Linked DNA regions of Mus musculus: regions 1, 2, 3 and 5 are each linked to region 4. A link is a contact called in public Hi-C and HiChIP or PLAC-seq data. All regions are on one chromosome and are shown on one strand. The core of a region is the stretch at or near the end of the contact, and the rest is flanking DNA. Distances in the headings are between cores, read along the strand shown. Region 1 has its middle 56 kb from the start of Gm31610. Region 2 overlaps Gm31610 (a long non-coding RNA gene). Region 3 has its middle 160 kb from the start of Tbl1xr1. Region 4 overlaps Gm31813 (a long non-coding RNA gene). Region 5 has its middle 36 kb from the start of Gm31610.

Region 1 (4,242 bases), core at 1,712-4,211, 390 kb after region 4:
CAATTGTGAACCAAGATAAAGATTAAGGGTAAGGTTGGTCTTTAACATACAGTCTAGATAATGCAACTTACCTCTTAAGAACAATCATAAATATTGTCAAGAATTTAAGGATGGAAGTCTACTTGTTACTCTAGTTAGTGTTACTCGCTGTTTTTTTGTTCTTTTATTACACATCATAGTCCTAGCCTCTGTGGATGACACAGAGATGAATAAAACACTATTTTTGCTCTATATGCTAGAAGTCTGAAAGGACGATGGACAATTACAATAGAAGGAAGATTTAATCACATAAAGGATGAATAAGATTGAATTGCGACCATAAAAAAAAAACAAAAAAACTGACAACATACATTGGTGAGTCCATAGTGAAAAAGGTGCCCTTATTCACTGCTAAGAGGAACCTAAGCAGCCTCCACAAAAATCAGTATGGAGAATGAACAAACAGAACGACTGGAAGGTGGCTCGGTCAATAATATCACACAGCATGTGCTGAGTTTGAAGCCTGAGAATCTACATAAAAAGCTGGTCATAGAAGTTCACACTTGTAGTTCTAGTGCTAGAGAGGCATAGGCAGGAAGATCCCTGGGGCTTGGTAACCAGGTTCCACAACAGTTTTTCAAGAAGTAAGGTGAAGAATGATTGAGGAAGATACCGAACGTTGACCTCTGGACCCAAGCACATGCACGATCATAGAAGGTTCCCCACACACATGAACATGTGTATGCATACACTATACAGGCATATGAAAAAATTCTAAGGGGTCTTAAGTCAGCACAGCATGAAAATACTTGCCTGTGTATGTGTGTGTGCATTCATGTATGTGTGTTTAGATTATAAAACTAGAAAGGATAGTGTAAGAGGGGAGAAGGAGACCTTGGGGAACGTGAGGAATACAGGGAGTAATGGAATATTTGTAGTAGGAAAGCAGAGAGGGAGACTAACTGGAAGAAAACCTGGAAGCAGCTGGAGGGAGGGAATGGGGGAGTGACTGCTCAGTGGGGGAGAGAACTGACTGTGAGCAGAGTACAAAGTATAATGGCACACATGTGTGAAGACACCGTGATTAAAACCTTTGCTTTTGCTTTGTGTGCCAATTTAAGAAGTCAGTGGTAACACAAAGCAAAAAGACCAAGACTCAAGTGACAGGTGTCCTCCAGTTTGAAGCTTTACTAAAGGCATGGTCATTAGCCAGGTGCTTCTAATATTGCTACCCAGATAGAAAATCAAACTGACGAGTTATTATGCAGGGCTGCCACAGATTGTTACAGTTTCCTGTCTAGATGCTGAAGCTGAAATGTGTTTCACTTGCCCCCTGCCTTTCCTAGCCCCAGCAGTGCCTCATGTAGGATTTGGGCCTAGCAAATGTTTTTCCGTGACTGGGACATGGCAGTGTGAGTGGCGAGGTGACCAGGCTCCTACGGCTGTCTCAGAACTGGACTTGCTTCTTGTGCCCATCTTCTGTTTATCTGCATGAGGTTCCAGTCCCAGCCACAGTGGCTCTGATCAGGCCTTTGTGAGTGTCTGTGGCTGGTAACTTCCTGGTGTTCTCCCTGATGGCCTTTTTGGGAACCCTGGCTTCTCCCTACTGAGCAGTCTGATATCTACCTTTCCTGCCTAGTCAGAGCCACACTGGGTCCTGTGCTGCTGCAAAGCCTTCTCCTGTCACCATGTGTCACATTGGCTTTCTCTACCATCAGCCTATATGTCTATCTAAGTATGTTTTGATAATTTGTCCTTGTATGGTCTCACTTTGGTACATTAGTAACTAAAAGCATTTCAGGTCTAATTTTCCTCTCCAATTTGATTGTGAACTCTTTGGAGAAGGGGAGCCACGTATCATACACTCAGCCTAATGGGCTCTAGCAGGCAGAGCATGGCTAACACGGCTCTGGCAGAGCTGGCCCTTCCCCCATTCCCTCTTTCTTGCTAAAATCCATGAAATTACATTCCTACAGCTAGTCACCAAGGACGATTCCCTTATTTGGTCACTTTCTTCTATGACTATCAAGTTTCAGCTATCAAAGTAATGGAGTACAACAATCAAAAGCCCCCTTAGGGACACCCTAATTAACCTGTTCAATCAAAATTAAACACTTTATCCTAACACAGGGATACCCCCATACCTTTATAAACCATCATTTCCTATATGCCGTGTCAGTCTCCTCTCTATGCCCCCTCCCCTTCTAGAACAAATACCCCTTTTCTCTCTCCCTTCCCCTTCTTTCTCATGTTCTATCTTCTGTCTTTGACTCTTATTCCCTGCCCTTTGCTCCTCTGGGACAAATAAATCTTCTTTGTGCTGAGAACTTGATCTTGTGGTCCTTTCAAGGCCTAAAGAAGCAGCTCAAAGCTAGATTCCCCGAAGTGTTTACTTAGAGATTGAATTCATTCTTGTCATCATTTCAAAGACAGCCACTCCACTTCTTAGATCATTGCTTACCAGTTCTCCACCCCTAACACTTTACATTTGCACGAACACAGTGCTGCCTTTCTCTCATTCATTTGGTTTTCCTGAGATAAGATTTCACCATAAGCCTAAAACTCACTAAGTGCCCCAGGCTGGCATTGAACTTGTGGCGATCCCTCAGGCTCAGCCTCCCAAGTGTTTGAATTACACATGTAAGCCACTACCTCACATTGACTTTTACTTTTAAATTAAAGGGATCTGATAAATGGTAAATGGAATATACCAGATATATGTGTGAGTGTGCGCACTCAAACTCGGGCGTGTGTGTGTGTGTGTGTGTGTGTGTGTGTGTGGTGCTTATTTTAAAAGGAAACAGCATCGGAGATAATGAAGACAGTATAGTATCTGGTTTCTCACTGAGTGTCAGAGAAGCAGTTACCTTGCAGCTGCAAATGGAAGTCATCATTAGCAGGTTTTTCTACACCTCCCTGCAGAGCTGGCTGGTGTGCCTGTAATCTGAACATAGCATTTTGCAAAGCAAAGAATGGATGTCTAAGAGGAGGTGAGAAAAGCCGAACTTGGGGGATGGAGCTGCTCAAGGCAGCTTCTGATGAGTCACAGCATGTAAGGCCTGGACCTGCTTCAGAACTGAGCTGTGAAAGCTTTGAAAACAAATTCACCCCTTTTCATATGCTGCTCTGAACTGCAGGCATGTGCTTTTGAGAGCCTGCCCTGCACCTCATTTTGTCTAGAATTTTTCTGCTGCCCTCATTGGCTACCTTTTAAAGCAAATTATCTCCAATTTGTAAATGACATAGCTAGGTTAAGAAAATATATTATGTGGCCCAGAGGTTATAAAAAAAGTCTCTTAGTCCAGATAGGCATCTTTTTGTATTTCTAATCTAAAAGGTATATTTCTAAGTTCTTCAATCTTTATTATAACTGTCTTATCGATTATTAAAAATAAAATGAAGAATTTGATTTTTGAAAAATTTACAGGATAATTCAAATGTTGGGGGAGAAATGGCTCCAGGACATGTCTTCTTCAAGTCATATATATATGTGAAAGATTAAAATACAGACTATAAAATAATAATAGAGTGTAACAATTATAGTTGGTTGTCACTTGACAGAATATGGGATCACCTAGGATTGTCACTAGGATAAGCAGGTTAGAGACTGGGGTGGGGATAGGGATGGTAATAAGGTATGAGTGGGTTGTGGGCCAGGGATGGGGTGAGAGCCTGGGTGTGCTGAACCATTTCCTTTCTGGAGCTTTGATCTCTATTCATTGTTTTCATCCCACTGCTACTTCAGTCAGTAGGTGCTACCCACTTTGCTGATGTTGAAACTGAGGCTCTAGAAGTGGTTCATCCTGAAGCTAAGAGGCAAGTGTGGGTGGGCTTACTGTAGAGTCCATTCAGGGTTCTTCAGTGGAGCTCTGGGAGACTCAAGGATCGCTAATTTCCTCTCTGATTTCACACCCACCCAAGACTGCGCAGATGAAGAGTGCCCAAGGCACTCAGGTACCCAGCCAGTTGTCTTTTTCTAGAGAATGAATGGAGATAAAATGATGACTTTGCCTGGCAATTCTACGGATGTTTGAAGATGCTATGCTGGTTACCATGGAGACCAAAAGGCCAATGTAAATTTTTCTTGGGTATTCAGATCAAGGTAAGGACAAGAAGGCAGCTAGCTCTCAGGAATGCTAATGGTGGTTGTCCATTTAAAGTAAGTCCCTAATCTGCTGTCTCTCCAGCAAATGGGTGAACCACAGAAGGACTGAATTTTTCAGACTAGGTAAATTGTCCTGTTATGGCCCCTCATGATCCTAA
Region 2 (4,372 bases), core at 1,419-3,918, 510 kb after region 4:
ACTGGCTTTATGAGACTCTGTCTTTTTTTTTTTTTTTAATTACGTATTTTCCAATGCTATCCCAAAAGCAATGTTGTTGCACCTATAGGGTTGCAGATCTCTTTAGCTCCTTGGGTACTTTCTCTAGCTCCTCCATTGGGGGCCCTGTGATCCATCCAATAGCTGACTGTGAGCATCCACTTATGTGTTTGCTAGGCCCCGGCCTAGTCTCATAAGAGACAGCTATATCAGGGTCCTTTCAGCAAACGCTTTCTAGTGTATGCAATGGTGTCATTGTTTGGAGACTCTGTCTTAAAAAACAAATAAAAGCAAATGCATCCAGGAATTGAGACTACAGAACAACTGTACAGTGAGAAATATGATTATTATAGTTCTGGATTTAAAATTTGACTCTAAAGGTTTGGTTATGAACACATTTTGGCCATAGTAAGCACTCTGGTTGGTGGCAATGGTAGATAGAAATTAATTATATATAACACTTACACTATAAATACCTAAGTAAGTTCCACATCTTTCCTCCAATAGATACATAGTTTCTTCTCATCAGAGAACATTGTGTCAGTTTAATTGGCAATGCTCTTTTCTTTTCTATGTGGTGGATAAAAATAATGGGCTATGTTTCACATTTGGTGAAACCAGGAATGAATTCCTCATTGTGGCAGTTCAGACTCAGCTTCTGGCCATCAAACACATGCAATGCTATGACTTAGACTTTGTGAATATTTTATAGTCATCATGTTTTTCCTTCCTTGTGGATTTAGATCTATAAAGGGAAAGGGGTAGTAGAATGCATGCTGGTAGCATCATTAGAGGAAAGGGCCACCAAACCATGACTAGACATTGAGGTTGGGAGAGGTCTAGAAAAGAATAACAATGTGTCAAAATTAGGGTATGCAAGGCTTAAAAGCAAGGAAGGCTTCCCTTTAAAACCTGGAGAGGAACCTCATAACACTTGAAGCAAGAGTAAGAAAGAGAGCCATCAAAGGATGACAGGGTAGATCCAGAAAAGAATCTTTAGAGAAGTTCCTTCAACAAAGAAAACATCAGGCTTTTATAAATTTTTGAGGACCAGGAATGAGGTTAGTTAAGTATCTTAAAAAATTATGTATGTGTATGTGTATGTGTATGTGTATGTGTATGTGTATGGTGAATATATGCCTTGAGTATGCTGGTGTCTATGAAGGCTTGAAGAAGGTGTCAGATTTCCCTGAAACTGAGTTCCAGATCATTGTAAGACACCATGTGCCTCCAGGGACAATAATGTCGATCAACTGGAGGAGAAACATGCTCTCAACTACTGATCCATCTCTCTAGATCCTGGAGGGATGCCTTACATCCCTAGATTGACTTCCTCATAGCAGATGAGACAAAGAGCCTGGAAAAGCTAAGTATTTGTTAAGACCATAAGTCAGGAGCTGTAAAACCACAGCACAGAACAACTTCTCAACTGTCTCCTAGAGGATTCAGGAGGAATGGCCTGATTTCTTCAGACTGGGGTATCTGTCTTCTTAAGAAACTGTCGTCTGGATAGGGCAGGGCATGGTCTATCAAGTAGAGCAGGTAAACCAGAAGAAGTAGGCAAATTTATCTTCTGACTGCATAGTAATAGTTTGGATATAAGGGGCTCAGAGACACTGTTTTCAGAGTTTTGCAGTGTGGTGGGTGAATGGAACAAGGGTCAACTTGTCTATGTTAGATCTGAGAACATGTGAGTCCATCCTCTCTTCTGGAAGGCATGTCTAGTTATAATGATATGGTAAGGAGCAGTTATCTCCCAGAGTGAAAATGTGCCTAACCTTTGACTCACAAACCAGCTTACCTGGCTACTCTTGTCGTTTAGTGGCGCCTTCCTCAGATGCTTTAGCTCTGCACGCATCTCTTTCCGTGCTCTGATTATTGTGGGTTTAGGATACACTTTGATTAGTCTGTGGTAAGCTTCTCACATAAGCAGGAATCTGAGAAATTGCCCATGGCACACGGTTTCATTGCTCCAACTTGGCTGCTGACTCTTTCATCCTTTAGCATCTAATTCCTTCTAAACAATAGCCTTAATTACACCAGCCATTTCTTCAACAGCTCTAGCTCTGCTCTTCCTGTGTGCCTTATCTCTTTCCCTTGTGATTAAATACCATGACTAGAAGCACGTCAGGGCAGAAAGGGATGATTTCCTCTTAGGGTCATAGTTCACCAACCAGGAAAGCCAAGCAGGAAATCATGGTAGGATCTTGAACAAGAAACCACTGCTTACTGGCTTGATTCCCTGGCTTGCTCAGCTACTTTTTAAAATTTATCCCAAGCTTACCTGTGGAAGGATAAACTGCCAATAGTGGGCTGAGCTCTCCCACACCAATTAGCAATAAAAAATGCCTTTCAGACAGACATTGCCACAGGCCAGTCTTATGGAGACACTGTTTAACTTGAGGTGCCCTCTTCCCAGGTATGGTGACAACGGAAGATAAGTAGGCTCCTATGTTTCTTCCTCATACACAAAATGTGTGGCTTGTAATCAGAGAGCATTCCCTATACTTCATTCTTGTTGGGTGCAGTAATTTCATCATTGTTGGTTTTTTTTTTTTTTTTTTTCGGCTCTAAGTAGTAGAGGCTCCAGCCGCTCAGATAGGGGAGATGAGCATTCATCATATGCCAGGCCTCTTCCAGGAAGAGCTGTAGCTCAGGGGGTTTCCTCCCTGGGAGAAAATGACCACTTCTTATTAAATGGCAAGTCTTTTGAAAAGGTTGAATAGAATACTGTTTTCACAAAAAGAAATTCAGCTGTTTAAATTTAGCATCATGGGGGAAAAAAAGCTTATTTTGAAGAGAAAAACAACCCAAGAATAGTTTCTGGCTTTGATCCCACAGTCTGCCTTTTCTGTGTGTGCTGCATGTGTTTTCATTCACTGTGTGCCGCTGCGCTCATCCGTCTGCAAGCCTGGAGTTGACAGCTTTGAGGTTCCTAAGAATACTTGTCACCAAAGCCACATATTTGGATTGTTTTATTGTCAAAGAAGAACCTTACCTTCACATTTAATGTTTATGTTACTTCTGCCTTTTTTTTAAATCTCTTCTTCCATAAATGTGGACACCATTTTTCCTGTATCTGTGGTCATCTCTTAGTAGAAGTTATGTTTGCTTCTTCTCCTAGCATCCCTAAAACATCTAGTTTTGAAATTCAAAACTCCTGTTTTTCTAATTATTTGTTGAAATTTGAAGACCACCCATGTCTTGGTAGTCCTGGGGTACCCCAAGGTTTCTTTCTACATCTGTTCAGTTCTCCCCTGGAGTTTGGAGAAAGAAACTTGTATTGATTGAATGTATGTTTTGTGTTTCTCGGTCCTGCTTTAAGTGTTTTATAAAAGATATAATTCTGCTTAATCCTGCTAACTACCTTAAAGAAAACTATTATTTTCCTTGTTTTCAAAGTGAGGAAACCAAAGACAAAAAGTAATTAGGATATAGCCTGGGGTTATCAAGACAATTAGTGGGGAAGTGAAAATTTACAACTGCCTTTGCCAGAATCTGAACAACTCCCGCCTGTTATGAAAGTCAACTTCACAGCCCTGGACAGAATGTGTTTTGTTTCTCAATTAAAAAATTGTCCTCCATATTGCACCAGGGTATTTTTTTGTTTAAAATTGTGCCAGAGTGTTGGGATTTAATAGAAGGCTGTTTCATAATCTGTGTGAAAGGTTAAACTGGAGGTCAGGTTTTCCTAGGACAAGATAAACAAGATAACGAGCCTTCTAGAGTGGAGTGTGTGGCAGTATGCACTCAGCTGTTCAGGCTTCAGACTGCAGACCCACACCAAACACCATTTATACAGGGTACAATGATCTCATCCTGATTGGTTTGTTCCAAGTGTGTGAGTACGTGTGCGTGCGTGCGTGCGTGTGTGTGTGTGTGTGTGTGTGTGTGTGTGTATTTGGGGGTATGTGTATGGTGGAGGCACAGCATTTCCAGCTTCTTGCTCAAAGTTTTCAGACAGCAAAGTATAAAGAAGTTTGAATTAAAGAGGTAGAATAGGATAAAATGTAAGGGAGTAAGTAAATAGCAGGTCATTGAGCTAGAGTGCCCAAGAGCCTTAGTTATTGTTTAGGGCTTCCTTTTATGGTGCCCCATAGGGGACCATTTGTTTTTAAGGGGCCTGATGTGGGTGGTTCTTTGCTTTTGATTGGCAAACTTGAGTTATATGAGACTTTCTCTGCCATACTTGTCCTCTCCAAGTTGCATTTGATTTAATTCATAAGTATTCAAAATTATGCACAGGCATGAAGTGGTAAACAGTGGATTTTTCCTAAAGTCCACTCAGATAACAATTTGTCTTACTATACATATATTCAAAACCAGTGCAGGTTGGATTGATACATTGCTTGCA
Region 3 (4,271 bases), core at 211-2,710, 300 kb before region 4:
GGTCTGCAATACTATAGGTGGAACAACAATATGAACTAACCAGTACCCTGGAGCTCTTGACTCTAGCTGCATATGTATCAAAAGATGGCCTAGTCGGCCATCACTGGAAAGAGAGGCCCATTGGACACGCAAACTTTATATGCCCCAGTCCAGGGGAACGCCAGGGCCAAAAAGGGGGAGTGGGTGGGCAGGGGAGTGGGGGTGGGTGGGTATGGGGGACTTTTGGTATAGCATTGGAAATGTAAATGAGCTAAATACCTAATAAAAAATGGAAAAAAAAAAGAATATCAATAAGGTGTGTTAGTACATGGAAAAAAAAAAAGGCATGAGCCACCACCGCCTGCTGTGCCTCAACGTTTAATAAAAAGTCTATACTTTTTATTAGACAATTGCTGAGTATCTTGGCTAGCAGCCATTTACTTTCAGCTTTCCATATTTTTGGATTTTTGCTCAAAGGCCTGATGCTATTCTTATGGTTTTGCAGTTCTGAGATGGTATGTTGTTGTTGTTGTTGTTGTTGTTGTTGTTGTTGTTGTAACATTTAATGATATTTCTTTGCTTTGTACTTTGTACCTGGAAAAACATTGTCCTCTGGAAAGGTTCTAAATGCCTCTTGTTCTCCCATGCTACTATCTTCTCCCAGCTGTTGGAGGTTTGCTGCTATAGTTTCACTGAGTGACTTTCCTATAACTTCCCTTTCGATCTAAGTTCCTTGTTCTACTCTATGGGTACTTAGATTTATTCACTGACCATGTTCCAGAGTTCTTAAATGCTGTGACTATTCCTTTTACTTACTGTTGCCACTAAGTAGGAGATCCTCAACCTGGTCTTCTACAGCAGGGCTTTCTTGAACCTGCCAGCAGTATAAAGAATGACACAGATGCTTCTAATATAGTTAAAAATGTAAGCCTTTTGCTGAGACAGTTTTCACCTAGTTCATCTTGTAACACGCCCCCCCCCACCCCCCAGCTTGAAGCAGGCTGAGCCAGAACTTGACCTTGCTGCCACTAAGGAGATTACCTAGGGTGGAGCCTTCCTCCCTACATCACTCTATTGGTCAGCTAAGGAGGCTGTTCCTCTTCAGGATACTGCTACCTGCTGGGAGGCTGCTGAGCTATTCTGGAGACTACACCCTATCCTGCTCGTCATCGCCTGCAACTGGTTCCAGGATCCAAGGATGAATTGGCGGGAATGCCCCACCCCCCCCACCCCACCCCCCCATAAGCGCATTTGCCATTAAACATTTGAGCTTTGATCAGGAACCCTGACTTAGCTCCATTTTTCTCTCTCGACCACCTAATTCCCCTCTCTTTCAGCTCCGGTTTGCCACTCAGGTGTACCCTGTCCATGTGAGCCGCTGGCCAGCTCAGCAAAAATCTGGCGCCCGACCCGGACCCGGACCTGAGGAAGGTCAGGAAGACGCTGAAGGAACGCTGTTTCCTGTTGAGCTCCACGGGAAGAAAAAGAAAAGGATCGTATAGGGCACCGAAGCAAGAGGTACACATGCTAGCGCTAGTTTAAAACTTCATTTTTAAAAGTGTTGCTAGAGGTGCGGAAGGATATGGGCTAAGTTTAGAATCAGCGATAACCCAGCACTGGATTCACTTAGGTCAGCAGCGAATTATCAGAACTAGGAACTGATCAGACGGTTGTCCGCAGCTTTTTAAAAAGCTGTCTCAGGCAAGAAGAAAGGGGTTTAAAAAAACAGAAATGAATCAGGCAATTGTCTGCAGTTTTCAAAAATTGCTTCAGGCAAGAGGAGTAGGGCTTGAAGTACAATTGTTAGAAAATTTTTTTAGATAGGATAGATTCTTGTTGCCAGTGGTTCAAGGAAGAAGAAACTTTAGATATCAGAACCTGGGAGAAAATTGGAAAAGCCTTGAAAATCACTCAGGCAGATAATTTCACCCTTTGCCTCTGGGTGCTCTTAAAAGATGCTATTGGAAAGGTGATCTAGCAAGGGTCAGATAGTACCCAGGCAGAGCTTGATGAATCTCAGGAAGAGCGCCTGTCAGAGAGGGTCTTCTCAGAAAAGGGTCCTCTCAACTCTAAATTTGATAGATCTAGAGACTCTGATGATGAGCTAATTTTAGACAAAGAAGATCACTCAGAAAGAGGAGCTGCCAAATATTTTGAGGAGGATTGGCCTCCTTGCAAGTCTCCCACTCCATCTATAGCCTCTACCGTGAGAGATGCTACTCATAGGGACATGCAACTAAGCAAATTAGAATTTGGAGTTAGGCTGCAGAAATTGACTAATGAACTTCGGGAGCTAAAAAGGATGTCAGATAGAGGAAGGAGTAACTCTTCTGAAATATACCAAGCGCCACTAGGAAGAGCTGTGAGTCAGGCTTGTGGGAGAGGACAGGATACATCTGGTGTGCTAGCCTTTCCTGTCGTGGAAGTAATTGACCAGCAAGATACTAGAGTCAGACATTACCAGACTTTGGATTTCAAGTTGATAAAGGAGTTAAAACAGCTGTTGTGTAATACAGTCCTTCAGCCCCTTTCATACAAGCGTTACTGGATATGGTCGTGGAGTCACACTTAATCCCCCTAGATTGCAAGACTATGTAAGGCTACCCTGTCAGGAGGAGATTTCTTACTTTGGGATTCTGAATGGCGAGACGCCAGTAAGAAAGCTGCCGCTTTTGGGATAGTAACATGCTTCTGGGAGAAGGTCCGTATGAAGGCCAGGCTAATCAGATTGGTTTTCCCGTTGGAGTGTATGCACAGATTTCAGTGGCTGCCCGCCTTGCTTGGGGACAGTTACCATTTAGAGGGGATGTTGGTGGAAGTTTAGCCAGCATTCGGCAGGGTCCTGATGAGCCTTACCAGAACTTTATGGAAAGGCTATTAATAGCAGCTAGTAGAATCCTTGGAAAATCTGACACGGGGAGTCCTTTCATTATGCAATTGGCTTATGAGAACGCTAACGCAATGTGTCGAGCTGCTATCCAGCTGCACAAAGGACAAACAGATTTAGCGGGATATGTCCATCTTTGTGCAGAGATCGGGCCATCATATAATCAGGGTTTGGCTTTCGGCACCACTTTGCAAGGGACTGCCATACAAGCAATGTTCCCGCGGAAACGAGGGAATAGTGCATGTTTTAAGTGTGGAAGTTTGGGTCATTTTAAAAGTTATTGTCCTAAGAACAAAGGTGCCGAGAATGGGCAAGCAGGCCGTGTCCCAGGAATTTGTCCCCAGTACAGAAAGGGCAACCATTGGGCTAAAGTGTGCAAATTCAAGCCAAGCATTCTGGGCCATCTGTTGCAGGGAAACGAGAGGAGGGGCCAGCCCCAGGCCCCGACTTACCCACAGAAAACAGCTTATGGGGCCATTAACCTGCTGCCCAGCCAAAGAGATCAGTTTTTGAACTTTTCAGGGCAAAACCAGGAGGTGCAGGATTGGACCTCTGTTCCATCACCCACACAGTATTAACCCCAGAAATAGGAGTCCAAACTCTACCTACCAGAGTCTTTGGACCTCTACCTGTAGAAACTTGTGGATTTCCTTTAGGACAAAGCAGTTCTATTGTAAAAGGCCTGTAGATTTATCCAGGTGTTATAAATAATGATTATGAGGGAGAAATTAAAATCATAGCTGCTTCCCCTCATGGTGTTATAACTGTACCCACTAATCAAAGAATTGCTCAACTTGTTTTAATCCCTCTACATCCACCACCATCCAGATTTGTTAAGAATGAGAGAGGACAAGGTGGCTTTGACTCCTCTGGTGTGAATTGGGTTCAATCTATTACTGATCAGAGACCTAACCTTAAATTGACATTTAATGGAAAAAGCTTTGAAGGATTGATAGATACTAGAGCTGATGTAACAATTATTAGAGGACAGGATTGGCCCTCAACTTGGCCTTTGACTAATATGCTTACTCACCTTCAAGGAATTGGTTATGCTAGTAACCCAAAACGAAGCTCCAAATTGCTAACCTGAAGAGATGGGGAAGGCAAATCAGTACAAATTCAGCCGTATGTTATGTCAAATTTGCCTGTAACTCTATGAAGAAGAGATCTCTTGTCACAGATGGGTGTTATAATGTACAATCCTAATGAGATGGTGACTAAGCAGATGCTCAGACAGGGACTTTTGCCTGGTCATGGGCTAAAAAAGAAGGGACAAGGATGTAAGACTTTTGAAGATCCTAAACCTCACTCTAACACAAGAGATTTGGAGTATTTTCAGTAATGGCCACTATCTTGCCTGCATCCCATGCCGATAAAATTCAATGGCTTCATGATATTCCGGTGT
Region 4 (4,455 bases), core at 1,622-4,121:
GTGTGTGTGTGTGTATACCTGCCACAATGTGTCTGTAAATGTGTACATCTCTGAGGAGAGATAACCTGAGGAAGACAGTTTTCTTCTTCATGTATGTCCCAGAGATGGAACTCAGAGCATCAAGCTTAGTTGCAGGCATCTTTACCTTCTGATCCATCTTGCCAGCCCTGGTGTCTTAGTTTATGAGTCAGGGCTTCACACTGTTGCCTAGGCTGGCTTCACATGCATCTGAGCCCTCAGATTAATGGCCTGCACAGACATGTTGGGCTTCTTTGTTTATCTGGTAATTTGGTTGGAGGCTTGGCTTCCTTTTGAATTCACCTTTATTTCCCTGGGCTGGGTGGGGGCACGTTCTGAGCATGATAGATAGCACCCGCAGTTCCTGATTGAGGATACACTGGGAAGAAAAAAAACCAGCTTTTGATGGGTTGAAATGTGATGCTGGATGCCAGAGAGGTGGGCTTGGGAGCTGGTTCCAACAAGCAGCAGTTGTAACACCTTTCATGCTGTGCCGGGTGGCTGCGGACTGCCCTGTCTTCTTGGAGCTAGAAGAGCGTCCATAAGGCAGGGTGGAAATCTGACTCACTGGCACACAGTTACAGGCGTTTGTCTCTGATTCTGACTTGGAAGTGACTCATGGGTTGGAAAAAAACCTTTTGGAAGCGAATGTTAGGGGAATGCAAGGCAGTTCTGCCTTGACTGAACTTTATCCTAGGATACAGTGTGGGCCTGCGCGCCTCCCATAAACTCTGGTAACCTTAGACTGCTTTAGCCTTCCTCCTTCCACAGCAGGGAGTCATGAAGCCTGACGACTCACTCCTTTTCTTCAAGATTCGGATGAAAAGCAATTTAGAGGGAGATATAATCTCTCTTTTTCTATTCACTCCAATAAGCACTAATTACCACTAGGGCAGGGCAGATGGGCTTCTGGAAGTCCGAAGCAATATGTAACACTCTTCCTTTACATTTACCGAAGTCTGGGCTTCCAACAGCTATCGGGCTACTTTCCTGCCATTCAATCCGGGCCCCTGCAATCTGCAGTAGATTTACTGAGCATCTGGTTGTGGGAGTTAAGGCTGAGGCACAAACACTCTGGGAACACAGCTCAAAACAGTGGGGCTCACACGAGGTCTGAAGAGCTAGTTCTGAGAGCTTGGGCAACGTGGATTAAGAAATGCAGTTTGGCTTTGAGGGTTGTGGGTAGATATAACTCAGATATAAATTAAGTTAAACAATAAGGAGACATTCATGTGTTAAAAACAAACAAACAAACAAACTAGGCTGCCACAAGGAATATGAGGCAGGGAGGGCTATAGCAAGGTCACAATTGTGACCCACAACCTGCTGGCTTCTCGGCTTTGTTCTTGTTTCCTTCTCTGACTATCTCTGTCTTCATACTGGTTGGTCTCTCCTGCATTAGGCCAGGAAATGGGGTCACATTGAACTTTTTAATTTTTTTCAGTTTCTGCCTAGGGAGTTGTCTTTTACACTTCCAGTTTCTAGTTCCCTAAGAAGGCTTCTGATTGGATTAAAATATGTCAGCATTAGGATCCTAGGCTAATCCTTTAGGGCAAGGTAGGAGAGTGGGGTGAACTAGGCCCAGTGTGGTCTCCACCCCCTGCACTAAGTGATTCTTTTGGGATCCTCGTGGATTTGGAGCATCAGAAGGGGGTGGAATTTAGGAATCCAAGGGTCTGTACACTGTTTTCAGAAACAGGGACAGGGGCTCTGACCCGACAAGTGCAATGTTCCCAAGAAAGAGTGGCCCATTTTAAAAAAGGGAGACAGAGAGACCTTTGCAAAGTCTAGATGTATGACTCCCCAGTTGCTGAGAGGACAGTGGCTGTCCCAACTTCACTGATGTGGCCACCAAACAGGTTGAGCCCTGAGCCCAAGCTCAGAAGCCTTGAATAGACCCCCTGTCTCCAAAGCACGAGTTTGCTTTCCTTTCTGCACAGGCCCCGCCCTCCCCTTCCAGAGCGAAGACTCTTGTGGCCTTTGCACACACCTGGGGCAGGGGAAGCCGATTTCTGGTCTGGGACAGGGGACAGCCAGGATCCAAGCTGGGTATGCTGGATGTGCGAGAGTGCTAAAAGAAAAGCCAGGGCTCTAGAGACAAGGAGACACCAGCTGGGTGGCACAGGCCCCACCCTAGTTGGTAGCAAAAGTCGGGGGAGGGGAGGTTCTGGGTCTTTCAATGCAAATATTGTTAACCTAGCCTTGAACATGGTCCGAGTACCCGATGGTCAGTTTGCAAGGTGGGAACAGGAGCCCACACTGTGTACCTGTAAGGAAACATGTAAAACATGACCCACAAAATGTCACCAGAGCTGAGGAGCAGTTTCGTAGAGGCTCTCTGAAGAGAGAACTCTACAGGAAAAAGGGACCTGGAGCTTTCCAGATATTGAGGACAGTATCTTGTGCGTGTTGGAGTGTAGGGGGCGGGATGGGGCAAGGCCTTTCCAACCTCCCCTACCTTGGTGACTGCTGCTAGCTTTGTAATCTGCTCTGCCACGTGGTGTGCGCTTGGAGGTAGGTGGTGGTAGCAGTTATATCGGCCAGAGGAATATTTGGCTAAACATAACATTGAAACCCCCCTCTCCCTAGCCCAGGCCCCCTCTTGACTCGGTGAAGGCGATCCTGATGCGGCTGAGATCCATCCAGCCTGGCCAGGCAGCCGCCGCGCCTCCCCTCCCCCGCTGGACTGTGAGCCCATTTTCGCTCGGCTGGTCTCTGCGCCGCCGGATGGATGGCGCCCCACCCCCCCTCTCCTCTGCTCAGTCATTCAGACTTGGAAAGTCAATAACACGCTGACATCATCAGGGGTTTGTGTATTATTACACGGCTACTTTCCAGAATACCTGGCATTATCTAAGAGAGGAGCACTCGATTGCACCAGCAAGGCCCCGAGCGGAGTCTGCAGCCCCGGGGAGGCGCGGCTGCTGCGGCCAGGCCCTTTTTTTCCACAGGGAGTACCTCCAGGGCACCAATTAGGAACAGATGGTGGCTTCTGCTCTAAAAGCAGATGCACTTTAGATATCGATACAGATTCATTTTGGCTTGGGGGATGTACTCAGAAGTCACCCTCAAGTGACCTCCATTTCTTCTGAAAACACACGTGCCCTGACTTTTGGTCCTTAAAGAGCATTTTCAATGATTCTCACACAGGCAAAAAAAAGAAAGGCATGTGCTCTAACCAGAAGCCAAAGCCTGCCTCTTGATGCTTAGGAGTGGGGGTTGGGAGGCGGGTGTTATGCAATCACCATTGCGGGTGATTAGGGCTTTGCTTTGCCTCCAAGGCTGTTTGGTGGTTGAGTTTCTCTTTAAGCTTACTGCAGGGCAAACGCACAGAAAAACATGGCCCAGATTTATGGTGCAAAACTGCTCTCCGAGTAAATTGCCTTAGCATTCTGTTTCGGTTCTGGAGCAGAGAAGAGTAGATGGATTTGGGGTTAATTAAGATCTCTTTATCATAAGTTCCGGGGGTTACTTTGCCTAGAGTGAGGGGTTTATTTATTTATTTAGGTTTCTTTCTTTCTTTTTAAAAGTTTATTCGTTTAAGTAGTTTACTTCTCTCCCCCTTGCTGTGAAGGGTACATGAAAGGAGCTTTGATACTAATTAATTGTATAGATGGCTGCCACTTTGTTTTAGAGAACACATTCACATATTAAAGACAATACATCCAATAACTCACGCAACATGGTGCCTTTTCTGAATAGCCAAACAGGCTATTTATTTACAGACACAGGACTGGTCTCCTTTAAGTTCTCTTCAGTATTTTTAATTGGAAAAAAAATAATGGCAGCCAGCCCTAATTTGGAGAATGACAAGGGGAAGGGCTGGCCCTCCTTCGCCTGATCTCACCCCCCCCCCCCCGCCCCCCCTTGCTCCCGGCAGGGAGCTGCCTGATCTAAAGTCCTTAAGTTTCCCCTGGAGGAAGCAGAGCAGACAGCCTCTCACTAGTAAGGGTTTCTCTTCCTGCAGCCAGTCCTTTCAGAACCTTAGGGCAACTTCCCCCTAAATGCTTTGACAGAGAGCAATCTGAAGCTGCCATTTCTCAAATCCAGCCACAGCTGGGATGCACAAAGCTAGGAGTCAGGGCAAAAAAATCTCCAAGATGGCCCCCTGATAGCCCTCCCTAGAAGTGTCTGAAATGGTGAGACGTGCAGAAAAGTGGAACTTATGGGGTCAGGAAGAAAATGAACCCTCATTTTGGGGCCTAGTTGAAACCTCTAGCCAGCCGAAAGCAAGATTTTTTTTCTTTTTAAAGTTAAAATTTGCTGTGAAAGTTGCTGTCATACAAACAATATTCCTGTGTATGTGTCTGAAGGCCCAACATGTGAAGGTCACAGGGCAACCTCAAGTGTCCTTCTTCACCAGGTGATCCCCAGTTTTTGCTTGAGATGGGGGTTTCTCAGGTTTTTTGTTGTTTTTGTGTATGGGTGTTTCTATGT
Region 5 (4,328 bases), core at 1,719-4,218, 410 kb after region 4:
CATGTATTACTTTGCCTGGGCCTATGCTTTTCATGGCCACTATGCCTCCATGCCAAGATCTTCATGCCAAGATCCAGGTCAGAAACTTTTGTCTTCCAGACTCAATAGCTGGATCACAGGTGAGCCCTCCAGTTCTGGACTGTAGTTCATTCTAGATATAGTCAAGCTAACAATCAGGAATAGCCAGTACAGTTAACTTATAGATTTTACTTTTAATCATGTTGTATGCATGTGTATGTAAGCATGGGTGTGGCTACCTGTGTTGTTAGATCTTCTGGAACTGGAGTTACAGGTAGTTGTGAGCCATGCGATAAGAGTGCTGGAAACTGAACTTGGATTTAATGGAAATGAATTTCATGCTATTAACCATTTAATTACTTCTCCAGCATTGAACTTATAGCTTTTATTTTACTTTTTAAATCATTTGGTTTGTATTTTTTTCTATCAGAAAACCTTTGATTTTCACTTCCAAAGTTTTGGCCAGCTGTGCTAGTTTTGAATGGCCATCTTTTGACACTACAGTCAGACTGAAACCCTTTGAGGATTGGTTATTATTGTTCAGGACTGGCCACATGAGTTTCATGGGCACACTGTTACATCTGTACATCAGCCTGGGCCCTCTCAACTTCTTAGTGATACTTCTGTCAACTAGGACAATTATAGGAGATACAGATTTCAAAATTTTACATAAAGCCCAGAGAAAAACTTCAGATATATTCAGACACTCTCTTGAGAAAGTCTCTCACTGATCCTGGAGCTAGGCTGGTAGCCAGTAAGACCCAGAGATCCTTCTGTCCATCCACACCTACACAGCATCAGGGTTTCAGTAAATCTGGCATCATGCCTTAAACTCACAGTTAATGTAGACTGATTGGTTATGATGATGCCAATCTTATTGGAATATGCAGTGTAATTTGGTCCTGGATTAATAGCTGCACTGACCTATGCTCACTTCTTATCTTGTGTAATCAGGTCATATTAGGTAGGACTCTGCTGAGAACAAAGTAGTATTTCACTAGAATTACCCTCTCTGCCACTGCCTCAGCTCATATTGTATGTTTATAGGCTCAGCTATAACACTCATCATTCTTTTACCTGCTGTGCAACCTATTATCTGCTTCCCACCTATATTGGGCTCAAAATGGCTGTCAATTGGTAACAAAGGAAATGCCCCATAGCCTTGAGAATCTGAGGCGGACATTTTCTCAATTGAGGTCCTCTCTTTCTTGATGACCCTAGCTGTGTCAAGTTGATCAAACCCCTATCCAGCAAAGAAATAAAACATAGTGATAAGATTTCAAGATATTTGGAATTCAGACAAACTTGGGCATCTCCATGGTGAGTGTTTAAGAATATGGTGAAAGAGAAGCCAGAGTATAGCAGGGACTAGAGAGACTGGCCTTACTGTAGCTCTGTGAGGAAGATGTGGAATCAACCTTGGGAAGGAAAAGTGGGATGGAGATGGAGGAGCTATAAGCTCATGAGACTCTTCAAAGAGTCCTTATCTGCAGTACACAGCCTTAGATCTAAGATGTCAAAATAAGTTCACCTTGAGTTAACTCCTTGTCTTCAGGATTTAGAAGAAAGTCAACACATAAAATCTTCTTATAGGAGGGCATGGAAAGGTGGAGGGGATGGGCAGATTTTAGAAGATGTACTGCAGGGCCCTGAGTTGCTAAGGAGACTAAGAAAGTTGATCAGATTATGCAGAAAATAAAAGGTGTACTTATCTTTTGGCATCCTGTTGCTTAGTGTTTTCATAGATAATTCTCAAAGCACCTTGCCCAGGGAATTATTTAAATATAGCACTGAACTGCTTCTTGCTGAACTTGTTGCCTGTAACTTCCTCAATAAGGAACTCATATTCATCCAATGGAAAGTTGATAGAACTGTGGAGCTGTTACCCTGGGTCCTGCCTAGACTATGGATGCATTGGTGTCTGAAGGGACCAAAGTCTCCTGTGCTGAGAACTGATCATCTACGTATGCCAGGTTTTTAGCAACTAGTAACAATTTAAATTCATTAAAATTAAACAATTTAGTAAAATTACGTTTGTTCGCCATACAAACTTCTTGTCAAATGTCTGGCAGAAACCTTCAGGTCCTCAGAGAGGCCATGTTGGGCAGTGCAGATGATTGAAAAATTCTACTGCAAAGCACCCCTGGAGAGGAACTAGCTGCCACTGGGTTCAAGAGCAAATACAAATTTTACATCCTGAAAGATACTATTAAACATAAGATCTGGAACAAGGTTGGGATAAAATGTGGTCCCACAAGGGATCTGGGGCATGAGAAAAATAAAAATCTACTTCTGAGGATTAAACGTCTGGATGTTGGAGCCTGTAAAATGTAAGGCTCTCCTCATTTCATTTATTGAGATTAACAGTTCAAATTAGCTCCACACTCTCCAGAATCTCTCTGAGAATCTGTCTCCTTAGTCAGGAGTGGTTGGAGTTGACATATTGGTCAACAAGGGTATGTCCTCATTAATGCAATGGAGACTTGCTGCATAAGGTTGTTCTAGAGATGAGTTGGGCTTTCACATTTGATACAAATGCTAAATCCCTCTAGAAGTCCATGGAATGTGACTGCATCCAAAGAAGACAGAGGGAGCCAGGTGCTTATTTCATTCAAAGAATTTGAACACAGAAGCCAAATGCTGATGCTCTGAGTCTGGCTGAGTGAGCCAAACCCACCAACGAAGGGAATAAAAAATCCCACAGCAGCTGAGATCAGCCAGAATTCTCACAGTGATGGTGTATGCAAAAAGCAGTGGAAGAAATACAAGCCAGCCAGTCAGATTTTTTTTTTCCCCTTGGAGAAAACAGCTCTCTTTGTGTTCAGTGTCTCCTTTCTCCCAGGGCCTCTGATATGATAATATCTGAATGAGGCAGGATGGGGGGAGGCAAGCCCCACAGAATCAAAGCCAGCCTTCCCCCCAGATAATGGAGTTCTTTTCTTCCTGGGCCAAGCTTTTCTGACAGTCTCATTGAGTTCTTTCCCAGGAGGCTCCTCAGTTCCTGAAGCAATCTCCTGGCAGACCCACCCTGCCAGGCAGCCAGATACATCTGAATACCAGTAGCAAGCAATACAGCTGGATACTTGTTAGAACAGGAGTCACTGCAGCCTACCATGTGTCAGGATCTTTCAGGGTTGTGCTTAGTTGATTCCTCAAAATAAAACAAGAGAGTACCTGCTACATCCACTGGACCAAGAATTGAACTGAGATTCTGAGAAATTAAAGCTTGGTTAAAGGCTGGGAAGACAGCTTTGCTGATAAAATGCTTGGCTTTTGAGCACAGGGTTCTGAACTTGTCCCCCACAATCCCATATAAAAAGCTTGGTATGGTGCAGCATACTTGTAATCCTAATGTCGACAAAGCAGGTGAGTACTTAATTTATTGACCAGCCAGTGTAGCCAATTTGGATAGCTGTGGCCCAGTAATAGGACTTTGTCTACAAAACAATGTGAACAGTTCCTGAGGAAAGACATCAGATGTTGACTTCTGGCATCTACACAAAAGTGTACATGTAGTCACAAATACGTGCCCTCATCCTCACATAAAAATGAACATATCTGTTGAACACACAGGAATACACACAAACACATTTCCTTGAATCCTTGAGGCATACTTGATGACGAAGAATCTCAATCCAGATAGCCATAATGTTGAGTTTCTGACATTGCTATGACTACACTGCATTCTCAATCCAGTTTAACTGTCTTTGAAACTCAAGATCTGTTTTTTTCTGCTGTAGAATTTTGTGCTTGGAAGAATCATGAGTGGTAAGGAATGAGAGATAGAATTTAGCTTGTTGATATTGACAAGATTCTGGAGGCAGGGTCTCAATAAGCCTTTCCACCTTGTTCATTTTAGTCACAAAACATTCTCTGCAAATTGCTTAGAACTACAAATGTAGGGGGTAGAGAAACAGCTCAGTGATTAAGAGTACTGGCTGTTCTTTCAGGGAAATCAAGGTCAGTTCCCATCACATACATTAGGAAGCTCACAATGACCTGTAACTAATGGAATGGAACCCTTTTTACACTTGTGCATATATATATATACATATAAGCACATACACAAAATTTAAAAATTTAGAGAATTATATACCAATAGAAATGAGTATAGGTAATTCACATGGCAACCAGCTTTATGTTTTTCCCTTGGGTGTGTGTTTTTGACAAGATGGCATGTATAGAATTTTCTGGGGCTGACTTAAATTTATCTTACACGTGTTCGCGACCGGCCAGGAAAGACGCAACAAACCGGAATCTTCTGCGGCAACGCTTTATTGCTTACATCTTCAGGAGCCAGAGCGCAAGAG

The links. Hi-C and Micro-C count contacts between places; a contact is called where the count stands out from the background. HiChIP or PLAC-seq counts read pairs in DNA pulled down with a chosen protein or histone mark.
Region 1: a Hi-C map of brain shows a contact between it and region 4, with 2.9 times the contacts expected there. The contact joins two enhancer-like sites. A contact is called at or near these places in 1 of 15 datasets of contacts at CTCF or cohesin (the NIH/3T3 cell line), 6 of 484 Hi-C or Micro-C datasets (brain, cerebellum, embryonic fibroblasts and 2 more), 10 of 115 datasets of contacts at active chromatin or transcription factors (craniofacial prominence, embryonic forebrain, embryonic midbrain and 7 more) and 1 of 9 other capture datasets (embryonic stem cells).
Region 2: a contact with region 4 is called in a Hi-C map of uterus, with 3 times the contacts expected there. The contact joins two enhancer-like sites. A contact is called at or near these places in 5 of 484 Hi-C or Micro-C datasets (liver and uterus) and 4 of 115 datasets of contacts at active chromatin or transcription factors (embryonic basal ganglia, embryonic stem cells, fibro-adipogenic progenitors and 1 more).
Region 3: a contact with region 4 is called in an H3K27ac HiChIP or PLAC-seq map of microglia, with 8 times the contacts expected there. The contact joins two enhancer-like sites. A contact is called at or near these places in 3 of 115 datasets of contacts at active chromatin or transcription factors (embryonic stem cells and microglia) and 1 of 9 other capture datasets (embryonic stem cells).
Region 5: an H3K27ac HiChIP or PLAC-seq map of oligodendrocyte precursor cells shows a contact between it and region 4, with 6 times the contacts expected there. The contact joins two enhancer-like sites. A contact is called at or near these places in 2 of 484 Hi-C or Micro-C datasets (the HPC-7 cell line and epidermal suprabasal cells), 9 of 115 datasets of contacts at active chromatin or transcription factors (craniofacial prominence, embryonic hindbrain, embryonic midbrain and 6 more) and 1 of 9 other capture datasets (embryonic stem cells).

Annotation. Positions count from the first base shown.
Region 1 is chr3:21,543,365-21,547,606 of GRCm38.p6, reverse strand. No RefSeq gene overlaps it. Among named protein-coding and RNA genes, the nearest start is that of Gm31610, 56 kb to the right of the region's middle. Within about 2 kb of position 2,961, at least 25 of the 459 cell types and tissues checked have an H3K27ac peak or open chromatin away from gene starts, as enhancers often do. A contact at or near this core is called in brain and craniofacial prominence, where this site is marked.
Region 2 is chr3:21,426,102-21,430,473 of GRCm38.p6, reverse strand. All of the region lies in intron 4 of Gm31610 (a long non-coding RNA gene), which reads left to right. Among named protein-coding and RNA genes, the nearest start is that of Gm31610, 61 kb to the left of the region's middle. Within about 2 kb of position 2,668, at least 16 of the 459 cell types and tissues checked have an H3K27ac peak or open chromatin away from gene starts, as enhancers often do. A contact at or near this core is called in uterus, where this site is marked.
Region 3 is chr3:22,236,815-22,241,085 of GRCm38.p6, reverse strand. No RefSeq gene overlaps it. Among named protein-coding and RNA genes, the nearest start is that of Tbl1xr1, 160 kb to the right of the region's middle. Within about 2 kb of position 1,460, at least 3 of the 459 cell types and tissues checked have an H3K27ac peak or open chromatin away from gene starts, as enhancers often do. A contact at or near this core is called in microglia, where this site is marked.
Region 4 is chr3:21,934,452-21,938,906 of GRCm38.p6, reverse strand. The region is part of intron 3 of Gm31813 (a long non-coding RNA gene); the gene reads left to right. Among named protein-coding and RNA genes, the nearest start is that of Gm31813, 28 kb to the left of the region's middle. Within about 2 kb of position 2,871, at least 417 of the 459 cell types and tissues checked have an H3K27ac peak or open chromatin away from gene starts, as enhancers often do. A contact at or near this core is called in brain, craniofacial prominence, fibro-adipogenic progenitors and 5 more, where this site is marked.
Region 5 is chr3:21,523,226-21,527,553 of GRCm38.p6, reverse strand. No RefSeq gene overlaps it. Among named protein-coding and RNA genes, the nearest start is that of Gm31610, 36 kb to the right of the region's middle. Within about 2 kb of position 2,968, at least 41 of the 459 cell types and tissues checked have an H3K27ac peak or open chromatin away from gene starts, as enhancers often do. A contact at or near this core is called in fibro-adipogenic progenitors, neural progenitor cells, oligodendrocyte precursor cells and 1 more, where this site is marked.